Regions from separate parts of the Mus musculus genome. Here region 2 is linked to region 1. The links are chromatin contacts, called in public HiChIP or PLAC-seq maps. All regions are on one chromosome and are shown on one strand. Each heading gives the region's core, a stretch centred on a gene start, on an enhancer-like site or on the middle of the called end of the contact. The rest is flanking DNA. Distances are from core to core; before and after follow the strand shown.

What was found. HiChIP or PLAC-seq counts read pairs in DNA pulled down with a chosen protein or histone mark.
Region 2: an H3K27ac HiChIP or PLAC-seq map of CD8 T cells shows a contact between it and region 1, with 11 times the contacts expected there. The contact joins the promoter of 4930428O21Rik here to the enhancer-like site in region 1. A contact is called at or near these places in 1 of 15 datasets of contacts at CTCF or cohesin (CD8 T cells), 5 of 484 Hi-C or Micro-C datasets (CD4 T cells, memory CD8 T cells, natural killer cells and 1 more) and 6 of 115 datasets of contacts at active chromatin or transcription factors (CD8 T cells, the SCID.adh cell line, bone marrow-derived macrophages and 3 more).

The regions. Positions count from the first base shown.
Region 1 is chr5:107,648,819-107,653,136 of GRCm38.p6, reverse strand. All of the region lies in intron 11 of Rpap2 (RNA polymerase II associated protein 2), which reads right to left. Among named protein-coding and RNA genes, the nearest start is that of A930041C12Rik, 17 kb to the right of the region's middle. Within about 2 kb of position 2,541, at least 39 of the 459 cell types and tissues checked have an H3K27ac peak or open chromatin away from gene starts, as enhancers often do. A contact at or near this core is called in CD8 T cells, the SCID.adh cell line, memory CD8 T cells and 2 more, where this site is marked.
Region 2 is chr5:107,701,173-107,705,490 of GRCm38.p6, reverse strand. 4930428O21Rik (RIKEN cDNA 4930428O21 gene) reads left to right here and starts at 2,011. Exons shown (of 3, transcript NR_045871.1): 1 at 2,011-2,081; 2 at 2,918-3,242. RefSeq lists an enhancer at 1,101-4,318.

The DNA of each region.
Region 1 (4,318 bases), core at 1,292-3,791:
GGTGGGGTGTTGTTTCAGCAGTACAGCAAAGGGAGGGGACAAGTGTCTCTAGAACACCTTTGTTCCTGCCGGGACTGCCTCATGGGAAGTGAAGATTCTGTCAAGAGGAATCAGAGCTAAGTGTCTGTAATTTTTAACTTACTTCCTGTCCTAAAACCAGCCAACAGAGCAACCAACTGGCTCCAAAAAGAATAATAACCATGAACCAACTATGTTACTCAGGCTAGACCCAAACTCCCAGGCTTAAGTGATTCTCTTGCATCTGTTTCTGGGATTAAAGGCATGCACCACTATGCCCAGCTCTTAGACTCTGTTTTAATGTAGTGATTTTGTCTTTTTTTTTCCCCACAAGATACCTTTTTGACTCCTGGGATAGACACATGGCATTTCCATGTGTGGCATACTGTAAGGGTAAACAAATCTTATACTTTATAAACACCATTCCTCATATATAACTGAATCTCTTTAAGAGTTTTCCTTTTCTTGTTTCTTTATCCTTCTTTTCCTCTCCTCCACCCCATCTCATTCTTTTTTGATTTTCAAGACATGGTTTCTCTGTGTAGCCCTGGCTGTCCCAGAACTCACTCTGTAGACCTAGCTGGCCTTGAACTCAGAGATCTACCTGCCTTTGCAGTGATTCCTGTTGTATGCCACCATGGCCTGGCTTTACCTTCCTTTCATGGTCATCCATCTGGTGCCATGGATCTACTCCTATTTCAACCCCTGCTTCGTTTGTGCTGCCATTGAGCTTCTGGACACAGTGAAACAGAGCGCCTCAGAATACAGAGACTGTCTAAAGTCACTACTTCAAAACTACAACAAACCCAAAGACTGAACTAGGGAATGAACAAAGAGGAAGCACTTCTAAGTTATCTGTGAAGTACACCTGCAGGATCTTATCAAGTGCTTACCCCACTTTTGTTAAACCGACTTTCTAGGCCCATGTATATATTTTCTCTCCTTTTTGACATAGGCTACGTTGCCCAGACTAATTCTGATTCCAGGACTCAAGTGATCTTTCTGCCTCAGCTTCCCAAGAATACAGGTATGTGCTCTACCCTCAGTTTAAATTATCCTGTTCAATCTTTTTCATTAAAAATAACCCATCATGGTCTGCAACCCTATAGGTAGAACAACAATATGAACTAACCAGTACCCCCAAAGCTTGTGTCTCTAGCTGCATATGTATCAGAAGATGGCCTAGTCGGCCATCATTGGGAAGAGGCCCCTTGGTCTTGCAAACTTTATATGCCCCAGTACAGGGGAACGCCCAGGGCCAAGAAGTGGGAGTGAGTGGGTAGGGGAGTGGTGGGGGGGAAGGGTATGGGGGACTTTTGGGATAGCATTTGAAATGTAAATGAAGAAAATACCTAATAAAAAATTAAAAAAAAAACCCATCACGCATTGAAAGAACTGAAGTAACTATTTTAACCTTCAAACTTCTAATAGTGGATACCAAAGAAAACAATGAACTGAAAAACTTCTTAAGATATAGCAACACATCAGAGTTGATATTTGACAATGTGTTTTCTATCTTTAAAGTCACTGGTAGAGAATGTGGATAGCAGTGAATGTTTTAAAAGTTAATACATAAAGTCTGTGAGGGCAGAGGGGACAGTAGCAGGACTGCAGGTGACACTTCGAAGAAAACAGGTACTGCAAACTCATTAACCTATAAAATCAAAAGCAGGAAGAGACTTCTCAGGGAGACTCCAGGGAAAACACAGGGACATCTGAAGCTGGTTCTTTACTGTGTGGCAAACAACAAAGCAAAGCCAAGTGTCAGACAGCATCCCCCTGACACGCCCTTTAGCCCACTGCTCCACATATGTTACACATCAAACGGAGAGAACACGTCAGGTTAGGACAGGCCATTTGTTGTTCTAACACCTGCTTAACAGGAACTATGTGCAGTGCTAGGAAGAGCTTCAAAGTATGGGCATGACTACTGAGGGATCTTTGATAGAACATTAGAGTCAAGGACTCGGAGCTGTGAAAATGGCTCACTGAGACTCAGAAGACCCAGCGGTCTGGGTTTGCATCCTGTCCCCAGACAGAGAGCCACATAAAGAGTCCAAGTTTTGGTTTATTGAACAATTAGAATTAAATAGCAGATTCAATGCTGTGTTATCCATCTGTACGGCAGTGAAAGTCAGTAGCAGGCTAGGATTTTCAGTGCTCTCCTCCTTTCCGATTCCTACCGCGGCAGTCATGGCACCACATTAAAGCACCAGGGCCTCCACTTGGAAACTCCTAGAACACTGTAGATCACGGTGGTCTGAATGATCACTTCTTAAACATCTAGGGCACCTGCATCAGTGATATCCCAGAACTCCACCCTCAACACTGAAGCAGGAGCACTGTCTCCTAGGGAGTTTTCTGAGAGCAGGTGGGCTGTTGCAAATGGTACTGGACAACCATCTCCCTCACGTACAAGTGATCTAAGTGAAGAAAGAGCTGTGACAAGGTCTGTGAGAGTAAATGTCACCAGAAAGCACAGTATGGTTATGGGTGGAGGAAGGACAGGAAACAAAAAGCCACACTTTAACCTATCAGATTTGAGAAATTACTGGGTTCATACAGAGTTCTGCTGCAGGGTGGGAATCCACTCTGTTGCTCACCAGGCACAAAGGCCATGAAGATACAGTGACTATATCCCTTGCCCCTCCTATCTTCTCTTAGAGCTAGGAAGGAGGGGGTATGAGGGAATTTTCTGCCTAAAATAAAGACAGACTATGTTTATATATTCTGTGCTTATCATGCCAGCAATGTAAATAGATACATGAAGCCTGAAGTGGAGGCTCACATCTGTGATCCCAGCATTTTTGAGGCTGGGGTATGAGGACTACCACAAGTTCTAAGCTAGCCTGGGTTCAGGATAAGACCCTATTTTTAAGTCCTAAATAACAAGTACAATACCTGACAGTCTATGGGAACAGACTCAAATGAAAGCAAAGAAAGTCTTAGGTTTCATAGGTTTACCTACATTTAAAATGAGATAGGGTCTCACTACAAAGCTCAGTCTCCTGCCTTGGCCTCGTGAATGCTGGGTTACAGGCATGATGCTTGGCTGAAGTGCTTCACTAAGAATGGTGCTGGTAAAAATCTAAAGCAAGTTTAACTGTGGCACTCTAAAGAAGTTAGAGTTCTCAAATGTGACTCAGCACCAGACTATCTTGTTCTAAAAACTGAGCCAGGATCTACCCTTCTCTCCAGAACTAAATGACAGAGGACTAACCGGAATATCTGTCCTTATCACCCTATACTCACACTCAAAGAAACAAAACACTGGCTCCCTGTGACCCAGAACACAGAAGCTCAAGATGCCATGTCTTCAGAAAGCCGAGGGCTCACAGAAACCCCAGATGTTATGCAAAACATCTTCCTCAGAAATGAAAAAGAAATCAGGTATATGTTTTTCAGAAGGAATCCTGCCTGTATATTTAGGGCTCTTCAGAATATAAATAGTTGGAATTTCAAATTTTAGGTTTCATATTTAACATAAACTTACTTTTTTTTTCTTTTCTTTTTCCTTCTTGAGACAGGGTCAGTCTCTATGTAGCCCAGGCTGGTCTGGAACTCAGAGATCTGCCTGCCTCTGCCTCCTGAGTACTGGGGTTACAAGTGTGCCACTGGCCTGCACCTTCAACTCCCTTTACTGTGTTGCTTCTTGAACAGAGACAGAAAGTCTAATGCTAACAGGGAGGGAGCCCACAAACATTTGTCTAGCCTGTGGATCAGACTTCCTCCCCACAAGAAAACAACAATCAGCTGGGCTAAAAGTCCAGAAAGTCACCATGCTGCAGAGCCTCCTCCTTTCTATAAGATAACACAGGTTAGGCCATGTGCTGTGGCAACTGCTGCACGCTACTTTTGCTGACCCGACAAGGAAACAAACACAGAGAGGTTAGAGCCGAGTGTCATTCAGCCACTTCACAGTGGGCTGTAGAAATGTACCATTCTCTTGCAGACCCCAGCCGGTCCCAAACACAAGTCAGTGATTTACGACTTTCTAAAAAGATTCTTTTTAAAATGAGACTAACTTGTTGGTCTTTCTGTGAAGTTGCAGCAGGTGTCAACTCCAAGATGAGGCCCAAGCGACTCTCTTAAGGTCATGTAAGTGGGGAACAGACGAGCAGATAACCCCAGAAGCATCCCCACAGTCTGCACTTCTAACCACGAGACCACAGCAGCTCACACATCTGATTCATTTTAAGAACCGAGCAGGTCTCATGATTTTCAAAGGCCATTTGTGTATGCTCTTCAAATAAAGCATGGGGTCTGCCATTACAAAGTAAATGTGCTAATGAAGTGATGC
Region 2 (4,318 bases), core at 762-3,261, 53 kb before region 1:
GTGATTCTATCCAAACCCTGGCTGGGCCCTGGAAACACCCAGTGCAGAGATTGGCTTTTCCCAGCCTAAGCAGAAAGAACATTGAACAGAGACTGTCTCACCCCACAGGATTCTTTTGGGGTTGCATTGTAGTTTCTGGCCTGATGATGTCCTTCAACACTTTGACCCAGGGCCATAGCGTCTCCCCACTTTTCAGCGTGTGTGAATGTGTAATAATATGGCTGTGACGCGTCTTCTATTTTCTTCTCCCTTTCATGTTGTGAAGAGTGGTGATCCTGTGGGGTGCTTTCTAAGATGTGTTTTAGAGAAGGGTGTTGTAGACACCCTGATCCCAGACAAACCTGGGGAGATCACGATAGGCTGGCTTGTGTCAGAGCAACTGCATTTACAAGTTATCTTCATGTAACTCCTGATCACCTTGTTCCCAGAAATAATGACTCTGAGACTAATTATTTATTAATGAATGCTTAGGCCAATAACCTTGGCCCTGTTCCCTAAATAGCTTGTACCTCAATTATCTAGTTTGTTCTATTAAGTGTGCCACATGGCTGGTTTATTTATCTGTCTCCTCAGAGTTTCCAGGTGAATCTAGTGAGTCTGACTATTTCCCAGAATCCCTCACCCTCTCTGCCGGAACTCCCACCTCCTATTTCCTGCCTCAGCTCATTGGCCATAGGCTTTTTTTTAATTGACAGGTGATGCTCTCATACATTACGTAGAGATTCTCTCTTCACCTTTATTTTCCTGATGATTTTCTTTTATTTACTTTTTTATAACTCAAGATCATGTCTGTCTTGTTTATTACTACATCTCCAGGGTCTTTATCAGTGCAGGTCAGAAAGTAAATACTTCATGAATAAATATTACCGGGGATGGCATGTAACTCTGGTACCATGTGTATGTAGCATGTATAAGGCCCTGGGTTTAGTCTCCACTACCTCTAAAATTTACCTTAAAAGTTCACCTTAAAAGTTCAGAGCAGTTGGAATTCTGGGCATGGGTATGTTAGGAATACATGCATACATTTCTCTACTTATTAATGGTTTTCTTTTGTGTGTAGTGTGTATACATATGCTATACATGTGCACAGATGTTTGTGTGTAGGCGCCTGTGCATGTAGACATCAGAGGTCTGTGTGGACATCTTCTGTTGTTGTCCACTGAACTTCCTGAGACAAGATCTTTCACAGTAAATCAGGAGCTCATTGGTGGCTAGGCTGGCTGTAAGCCTCCATCTCTCCCCCTACACTGGCAGATGCTAACATACCCACTGCACTTTGGAGATGTCTTCTCAGCTCCACTAATGTTTTTAATCTAATCTAAGCCTACACAGCAGACAGAGGGAAGTTTAGAAGAATGAAGAGGCCAAGAGCAGCCATACTTCATGGGCTAGCCTGGGCTTAGGGTCTCAGAAAGGTTAGAAAGGTTAAAACTAAGAGTTTGGCTGCAGTTCCCTCACATCCCAGTGTCTGTGCTGTGAGTTTGAGTCCTGTGTGTATCACATTGCCAGGGCAGGAATGGGCCAGATTGCACTGGAAGGAACAGCAGTTTACTGCAGAATCAAGCAGGAAGAGTGTGGCTGGCTTGTTCTGGTCTCATGATGTGCAGGAATTAACATTTTGTTGTTGTCCTTTGTTTTGATTTGGGTCTTACGTATCCCAGGCTGTCCTCTTTCTCTCACCCCAAGTCCCAGGATTACTGGGTGTGAAGTTCAAGGTTGTATCCTCTGTTACATGAGTTTGAGGCCAGCCTGGACTACTGTTGTGTTCCCGTACCTGCCACTAACTTTATATTATCAAATAAAAAGGAGTCGGATGGCCCAAAGCTCACTGTCCCTGAAACAAAAGGTGTGATAGATCTTTCCTTAGCTGATGTTTTCAGTTTCACTATGACGTTGTCTCTTCGAAACATCTGGTTTCCTCTACTCACCAATCCTACTCTAAAGATTAAACACAACTCAGAAGCTGAATCTGCAGTGAAAAAGAAAAAAAGAGAGATTACCACATCATACACAGCAAGAGCTTCACTGCTGCAAACCAAGTATGGCTCCCACTGTCACCCAGCACTTGGGAGGCTGAGGAGGTAGAGTTTTAGGAAACCTTGGGGAAATGAAAGGCTGGAAGGCTGAGTGCTGAGTAGGCAGGCAGTGGATGGGTCACCATCATTATGCTTGCTACTGGTATCTTTTTAAATTTGAGACAGGCTTTCGTGTAGTCCAGGCTGGCCTCAAACTCATGTAACAGAGGATACAACCTTGAACTTCACACCCAGTTTATATCGCCTCACTTTAGTAACTACTATCACGTAGTAAAAATTTATACCAAGTGACACAGCAGGGATTTGAGTCCTAACTCAAATTACTGGTCTCATTCTTTAAGGTGAGTGAGCACTGATATTCTCAGTTACATTGCGATAGATTTTAACACTGATCAACTTAGGAATAAATGTCACACATTTCAATAAATCTATTCTAGTATATTCTTCCTGTCAAACAGTTCAGAGGGATATTTCAGAAATCAGCTGCTCACTGCTGATGGAATCCCAGAACCATCTGTTTATCACCTAAATTATTCTTACCTGTGTGATGGAGGTAAGGTGCACAGGATTCTCTGTGTCCTTAAAGAAATACAACTGCCTCCAACACCTGGTCCAGCAGTGTGCTGCTGTCCAGAGACAAAAACTCTACTCTCTTTATTCACTGACTTTTCTCTCTGTGTTTGTATGTGTGTGTTTGCATGTGTATGGTTGATGATTTTTTCTCTGTGTTTGTACATGTAATATGTATGTGTGTGTTTGCATGTATGTGGTTGATATGCGTCTGTATGTGCATACATGTGAAGGCTAGAGGTTGATTTCATGTGTCTTTCTTAATCACTCTGACCTTATATAGTGAAACAGGGTCTCTCACTTGAACCTAGAGCCCACGGATTTGGCAAGTCTGGATAGCCAGCTTGTCCCTGGGATCCTCTGCTCCTCCCGCCTGAGATCTAGCACGGCAAGTGGACTGCCACATCTGCCTGTGGACCTCCACCACATCTGCCTGTGGACCACCACCACATCTGCCTGTGGACCACCACATCTGCCTGTGGACTACTACATCTTCCTATGGACCTCCACCACATCTGCCTGTGGACCACCACATCTGCCTGTGGACCACCACCACATCTGCCTGTGGACCACTACATCTGCCTATGGACCTCCACCACATCTGCCTGTGGACCACTACATCTGTCTGGATTTTATGTGAGTTCTGGGGATCCAAACTCTGGCTCTCGTACCTCAGCCCCTAATCCCTGATTCTTAAACCAGAAATGCAAATGTGTTTTCTTACTGACTGGGGAGTAGGATTATGCATCACACTCCTGACAGCAGTCTCTGTCAGAGAGTGATTTTTAAAATATTTTGTGTGTGTGTGTGTGTGTGTGTGTGTGTGTAGCTCCCTCCCTTTAATATCTGTTTCTAGACTTACATAGACATTTTTTTTTTAATTTTATTTTTCGTCTTTTGGAGACAAGGTCTCATGTAGCTTGGTCTGGCCTTGAATTTTCCACTGTAGCTGAATGATTTTGAATTACGGCTCCTCCTGTCTTTATCTCCCCGGTACTGGGATCACAGGTGTGCGTCACCGTGCCGAGCAGATGTGCTTTTGATTTCAGAGCCCTTGCTATATGTGAAAGAATAGGTGTCATGAAGCTATAGGCCGTGAGTATGCTAATAACATTGAGCAACCCTGGCATCTTGAGCTTAAAAACTGGAGTTTTATTAGGTCTGAAGAGCTGGATCAACAGCTGAGTGCTTCCTGCTATTCCAGGGCGTCTGAGTTATGTTCCCGGTACCATGTTGGGCAGCTCAAAGCTCAAGCCTGTAAGTCCAGCTCCAGGGGATCCGATGCCCTTGGTCTACTGAGTGCTGGCACTCAGGCACACAAACCCACACATAGATACATAATTAAAACCTAAAAACAAGACAACTAGAATTTTATCACTGCCCTTTCTTTCTTTCTTTCTTTCTTTCTTTCTTTCTTTCTTTCTTTCTTTCTTTATTTTTTTCTTTCTTTCTGTCTGTCTATCTGTCTGTACATGTCTGCCCTGACCTTGAAGCCTCATGATTTCTTTATTTGTATTATTGTTATTGTTATTACTACTACTTATTTGCTATGTCTGGAAAGACCTGAAATGTCTTGTAGCAACAACAGAGTAATCGGTTTTGTCTCTCACCCCGCGCTGGGGATGAAAAGCAGCGCCGACCTCCATGACAGCGCCCTCCTTCCCAAGCTCTCGCTTTTGTACAACTGAAATATCAGTACATTGTTACTTCTC